Linked DNA regions of Oryctolagus cuniculus: region 1 is linked to region 2. The links are chromatin contacts, called in public Micro-C maps. All regions are on one chromosome and are shown on one strand. Each heading gives the region's core, a stretch centred on a gene start, on an enhancer-like site or on the middle of the called end of the contact. The rest is flanking DNA. Distances are from core to core; before and after follow the strand shown. Region 1 has its middle 16 kb from the start of EPCIP. Region 2 overlaps LOC138849237 (a long non-coding RNA gene).

What was found. Hi-C and Micro-C count contacts between places; a contact is called where the count stands out from the background.
Region 1: a Micro-C map of ear pinna shows a contact between it and region 2, with 5 times the contacts expected there. The contact joins two enhancer-like sites. A contact is called at or near these places in 3 of 6 Hi-C or Micro-C datasets (ear pinna, skin fibroblasts and an unstated tissue).

What each region holds. Positions count from the first base shown.
Region 1 is chr4:12,148,646-12,151,768 of mOryCun1.1, reverse strand. No RefSeq gene overlaps it. Among named protein-coding and RNA genes, the nearest start is that of EPCIP, 16 kb to the left of the region's middle. Within about 2 kb of position 1,463, at least 1 of the 8 cell types and tissues checked has an H3K27ac peak or open chromatin away from gene starts, as enhancers often do. A contact at or near this core is called in ear pinna, where this site is marked.
Region 2 is chr4:11,651,894-11,654,843 of mOryCun1.1, reverse strand. All of the region lies in intron 2 of LOC138849237 (a long non-coding RNA gene), which reads right to left. Among named protein-coding and RNA genes, the nearest start is that of IFNGR2, 39 kb to the right of the region's middle. Within about 2 kb of position 1,598, at least 3 of the 8 cell types and tissues checked have an H3K27ac peak or open chromatin away from gene starts, as enhancers often do. A contact at or near this core is called in ear pinna, where this site is marked.

The DNA.
Region 1 (3,123 bases), core at 214-2,713, 500 kb before region 2:
CATCCACAGCTCCAGATTAAAATGTGTTTTGTAACATTCTCTATTAATGAGCCAAATTGTTGTCTCAATATATTTCAAATCATCTCTGGTAATAACACACTTTCGTGTGTGTGCATAAATCTGGATGATAAAACACCTGGCGTAAAGGCAAAAAATGTTCTAGTTGCCATATTGCAACAACTGGTCAACGCATTTCAAATTAATTCAACATCGCTTTTATTTCCTCTTAGAACTAAAAATCACACTGTGCAAGAATCTCTGAATATGGAGGGACTGGCAATTTAGTGGTGATTACATTTTTCGAGAGGCAGAGAGACGGAGAGAGAGCTGCTATCCACTGGCCGCGGGGTGGGGTGGGGGAGTTCGGCTGGCTGCCACAGGTGGAGCCAGGCGCTGGGGATGCAGTCCAAGACTGGCACGTGGGTGGCAGGAGCTCAGTTACCGGAGCTGTCACAGGTTCTGTGCTGGCAGGAAGCTGACGTCAGGAGCCGGGTGGGGAATGGAACCCAGGCACTCCGATATGGGAGATGTGGGACGTGGGCATCTTAAGCAGTAGGCTGCTTGCTCCCAATCCGATGGTAATTTTTTCTTACATAGAAATCTCCGGAAGAAATCCGGAATTTTCCAAATATTAAAAACCTGCTGTTATCACGACTCAGACACGACCTTTTCAACATTGCTGAACGCCAAGGAGCAGATCACGAATAACAAAGCGCGCAATCGTCAATGCCCGTGATGCGCGGTCGTCAAACAGCACATCTCTTGAGAAAGGAAACAGCACAGTTCAGTCTGGAATTGGGTGAGAATGCTAAAATCCTTCTTAATAGGCCAGATGTTAAAAAAAAAAAAAAGCACAACCTAAACTTGGAGAATAAAAGTTCTCATTTACCTAAAGAAGAACGTGTTCATTTTTACTTGGAATAAAATTATTGGTTAATTTTTTGCTGTACTTTTTCGAGTTTGACAAAGCACACCATAACCAGAGACAAAAGGCAAAGAAAGAAATGTGTAGGAAATCTATTTACCAGCCGGGTAGTGAATGTTAGTGATTGTGTGTGTGTGAGTGTGTGTGTGTGTGTGTGTGTATACAAGTTTGCAAAAAGGGAACAGATGCTTTGTTTTGAGCCAGCATCGATTCCACTGACCAACTCAGATGGCAAAGACTCTGTAGGCTGTATTTCTTCACTGCCCGTCCCAAGAGAAGTGATGAGCAGCAGGATTTCGACTTGTTTGTCATCCATGGGCAGTATTGCTGGGAGCACGCATTCCAGTACCGAGCGGCTGCTGGGATTGAACTGTGGGATGAAGGCAGCAGAGGATTGGGGGCCCGTGCACCCCCCAGTCTCTGCAGAGAGGGTCTGGTCGTCAGGTGGGCCCAGCAGCCCGGGTGTCTTCCCTGCAGGTCACGTGGCGGACCTGCCCTAGGCTGACCCATCCTCCTCTGGGAAGGCAGGCGTTGCTGTGGAATGAACACAGCCTTCAGGGCCCCATGGACTAGAGCTCTTCCTACGCTCCCATGAACAACAGGAGCGCGGCTACGTCCCTAAACCTCAGTGTCTCTACAGCCCCGGAGCTGCGTAACCCTGATCTCACAGCCGGGAGGCTGGAGGGTCTCATGAGATAACCTAAGGAAGACAGCTGACACAGTGCTTGTTCGTATGTGCTTAGCAGATAAAATAAAAGGCCATTGGATGCACACTCTGAGGGTTCACGTGGGTTTAAGCTGGGTCACATGACCTGGGGCAAATCATGCCCTGTAGAGAAAGGAACCTCTTTATTTCCAGCTGTAAAATGAGTCCAGAAGGTTCCATCAAGACAAAGTCATGGAAGTGCTTTGGACATCGGTAGGCATTAAATAGATGTTGCAGACACATCTTTAAATAGAGTTTCTGGGGCCTGCTTTGTGGCATAGTGGGTAAAGCCGCTACCTGCAGTGCAGGCATCCCATATGGGCACTGGTTTGAGTCCCGGCTGCTCCAGTTTCCACCCAGGTCTCTGCTATGGCCTGGGAAAGCAGTAGCAGATGGCCCAAGTCCTTGGGCCCCTGCACCCATGTGGGAGACCTGGAAGAAGATCCTGGTTCCTGGCTTCAGATTGGTGCATCTCCGGCCATTGTGGCCATCTGGGGTGTGAACCAGCGGATGGAAGACCACCCCCCACCCCCTGTAATTCTGACTTTCAAATAAATAAATAAATAATTCTTTAAAAAATAGCATTCTTAAATGCTAAGATCCAATTGCTATGGTTTTAATACTGTATACAAATGCAAAGGTGCTTTAAAAATACATATGGGATAGGGCTGGTGCTGTGGCGCAGTGGGTTAATGCACTGGCCTGAGGTGCCGGCATCCCATATGGGCGCCGGTTCTAATCCCGGCTGCTCCTCTTCCAATTCAGCTCTCTGCTGTGGCCTGGGAGAGCAGTAGAAGATGGCCCAAGTCCTTGGGCCCCTGCACCCATGTGGGAGACCCAGAAGAAGCTCCTGGCTCCTGGCTTCGGATCAGTGTGGTTCTTGCCGTTGCGGCCAGCTGGAGTGGGAACCATCAGATGAAAGACCTCTCTCTCTCTCCCTCTCTCTCTCTCTGTGTAACTCTGACTTTCAGATAAATACAACTTTAAAAAATGTTTTTAATTATGCAAAATGTGTATTATTTGGTGAATACTACTCTCCAGTGCTTCTATGTGAAGTAGATTTTTTATTTTAAACATCTTGTACTAGATGTATACATCCAACTATCTGTTTTACATCCCCTGACTGCCCCAAAGTCACCTTAAAATCAGCATGTGTGAGGCAGACATTTGGCACCACAGTTAATACACCACTTGGGAGGGGCAGGCATTGTGGCACAGTGGGTTAACGCCCTGGCCTGAAGCACTGGCATCCGATATGGGCACCAGTTCAAGACCTGGCTACTCTACTTATGATCCAACTCTCTGCTAGGTCTGGGAAGGCAGTAGAAGATGGCCCAAGTCCTTGAGCCTCTGCACCCACGTGGGAGACCCAGAAGAAGCTCCTGGCTCCTGGCTTCGGATCGGCGCAGCTCCGGCTGTTGTGGCCATCTGGAGAGTGAACCAACGTAAGGAAGACCTTTCTCTCTGTCTCTCCCTCTCACTGCCTGTAACT
Region 2 (2,950 bases), core at 349-2,848:
AGAATAAAGTGAAATGTCTCATTTACCTCACGTCCCAAATAAACCAACTCAACCATTACTGATTTTTTTGTCAAGCTACGACTGGCTGGGACAGAGCACGTTAAGTTCGTCTCTTTATGGTCCCCTTCCTGGCCCCACCCAAGAAGATCCGTAACCCAAACACATAATGGGTTCCATCTGATGCTTCTAGAATATTCTTAGGTTGATTTTTTTTTTCAAAGACTGCCATCAAAGTGAAGACACAATTTTTCAATTCATGGAAGAGAGCTAGTAAGTGTAGAATTTGAAAGACATTGGCATGGAGCTTGTCTTTAAGGGTGTGGCTCAACCCTTCGCAAAGGGCTCTGTGTGAACCCTTGGGCTGTGTTACCTGCCAAGACACTTGCTCAAAGTCTGCCATGGTAGAGAGTGGAACAGTCATAACCGGTCGCCCGGAGGTGGAGGCAGAGAGGAGGGGGACCGTCACAGAGGTGCACTCGGACTGCAGGAATAACTTCTCGTGATGTATGGCGCAGGAGGACGACTCTGGCTGACAGCCACTAATTATATATTGCAAAATAGCGCGTAGAGAGGAGGTTGAATGTTCTCAACACAGAGACGTGATACATGACTGTTGTAGACATATATTGAAACATTACACTGAACACTGTAAATATGTATAATTGTTATGTGTCAGTTAAAATCTGCTTTAATTTTTTAACAGACTATTTGACAGGTCAAATGATGGAGAGACAGAAAGACAGTGAGAGAGAGAGAGAGAGAGAGAGATCGATCTTCCATCCACTGGTTTACTCTCCAAATGGCTGCAATGGCCCAGGGTAGTCCAGGCCTAAGCCAAAAGCCTGGAACCTTATCTGGGTCTCCCACATGAGTGGCAGGTGCCCAAGTACCTGGGCCATCTTCCAGTCCTTGCCAAGTGCGTTAGCAGGGAGCTGGGTTGGAAGTAGAGCAGCTGGGACTCGAACCAGCGCTCCAATTTGGGATGCGAACATCACAGTGTGGGCTTAACCTGCTGCGCCGCGGTCCAGGCCCTTGTTTCATTGGTAAATTACGCTTATGCAGGGCGTTTCCTTCAGTTCTATCAGTGACGATCTCGAGCCGGTCGCCATGACTTGACCCGGAAGCGGGCTGGTGGCTGGGTTTACTCCACCCACCAGCTGGGCAAATAGGCATCGATCAGGCCGTGGGCCCTGCCACCGTGGTGCGTGAGGAGCAGGACCAGGCGGTGAGCGGGTTGCTGAGAAGCAGGGAGGAAGCAGCCCTGGCTTCAGAGCTGAGCTAACTTGGCCTTGGCCCCGAGTTCCGACCAGGGCCCTGCACTCCCTGCCCTGACTCCCATCCTTACTGTCACCCACGGAACAAGCTGCAGGAGAACAGAACAGTCAGGGCCATGACCCGAAAGAGGTGACTGATACTGGAGTATCTATCGCCCTGTCCTCAGGGAGGGGTCAGACCATGCAGGCCACTCGCGGGAGGGCACGCCCAGGCGGAGCTGGGCAAGGCATTTGGTATCACCACTTCCCTGTCTGCTGTACTCAATAAACAGATGACTATAAATAGCCCGTGCCTCTCGGTGCACAGCATTGCATAATTAACACCCATGGGAAGGTTTTGGCCAGGACTGGGATGGAACACTTGCCTTGCATTGTGACCCAACAAATTCACCCGAGGACCACTTAACCACCAGTTAACCCCTTATAGAAGATGCGAGAAGGAAAAATGCCTACAATGGTAGGCAAATTAATTTGTGAGACATGCGCTATCCTTCTCTCCCTAATCTCTTCTCAAGGAACCATGCAATGGGAGTCATGGCTGATGCCTTCAATTATTTTGCCCAGGGATAGTTCAACAAGGATTTATGATATAAAATTCTCCACAAAAAATCTTGTATTTCCAGAGCGCTAAGTTTAGGGAAAATGAATAAGTTCAGCAGAGTGGCAGAATACAAATCAACACCCAAAACTCAGTTGCATGTCTCTCATTAACAATGATTCTGAAAAGAAAATTCGAAAAAATAATCCTACCTACAACAGCATTGAAAATAATAGAATACTTGGGCATAAATTAACCAAGGTGATAAAAGACTTGTACATTGAAAACCACAAAAACATTAATGAAAGACATTAAAGAAAACTCAAACAAATGGAATAACATCCCTATTCATGGATTGGAGTACTTAATTTTTTTATTTTTTTATTTTTTTTTTTTTTTGACAAGCAGAGTGGACAGTGAGAGAGAGAGAGACAGAGAGAAAGGTCTTCCCTTTGCTGTTGGTTGACCCTCCAATGGCCGCCGCGGCTGGCGCACCGCACTGGGCTGAAGCCAGGAGCCAGGTGCTTCTCCTGGTCTCCCATACGGGTGCAGGGCCCAAGCACTTGGGCCATCCTCCACTGCACTCCTGGGTCACAGCAGAGAGCTGGCCTGGAGGAGGGGCAACCGGGACAGAATCCGGCGCCCTGACCGGGACTAGAACCCGGTGTGCCGGTGCTGCAGGCGGAGGATTAGCCTAGTGAGCCGCGGCACCGGCCTGGAATACTTAATATTGCTGACTGTCCATACCACACAGAGTAATCTACAGATTTAATGCAATCTTACCAAAATCCCAATGGCACGGTTTGCAGAAATTTTTTTAAAATGGATATAAAATATCAAGGAACCCTAAATAACCAAACAATCTTGGAAAAGAACAAAATTACAGGACTCACACTTCCTGATTTCAAAATGTATTACGGGCCAGTACTGTGGCATACCAGGTAAAGCTGCCGCCTGCAGTGCTGGTTCTAGTCCCGGCTGCTCCACTTCCCATCCGGCTCTCTGCTATGGCCTGGGAAAGCAGCAGAAGATGGCCCAAGTGCTTGGGCCCCTGCACCTGTGTGGGAGACCCGGAAGAAGCTCCTAGCTCCTGGCTTTGGATTGGCCCAACTCTGGCCTTTGCGGCCATTTGAGGAGT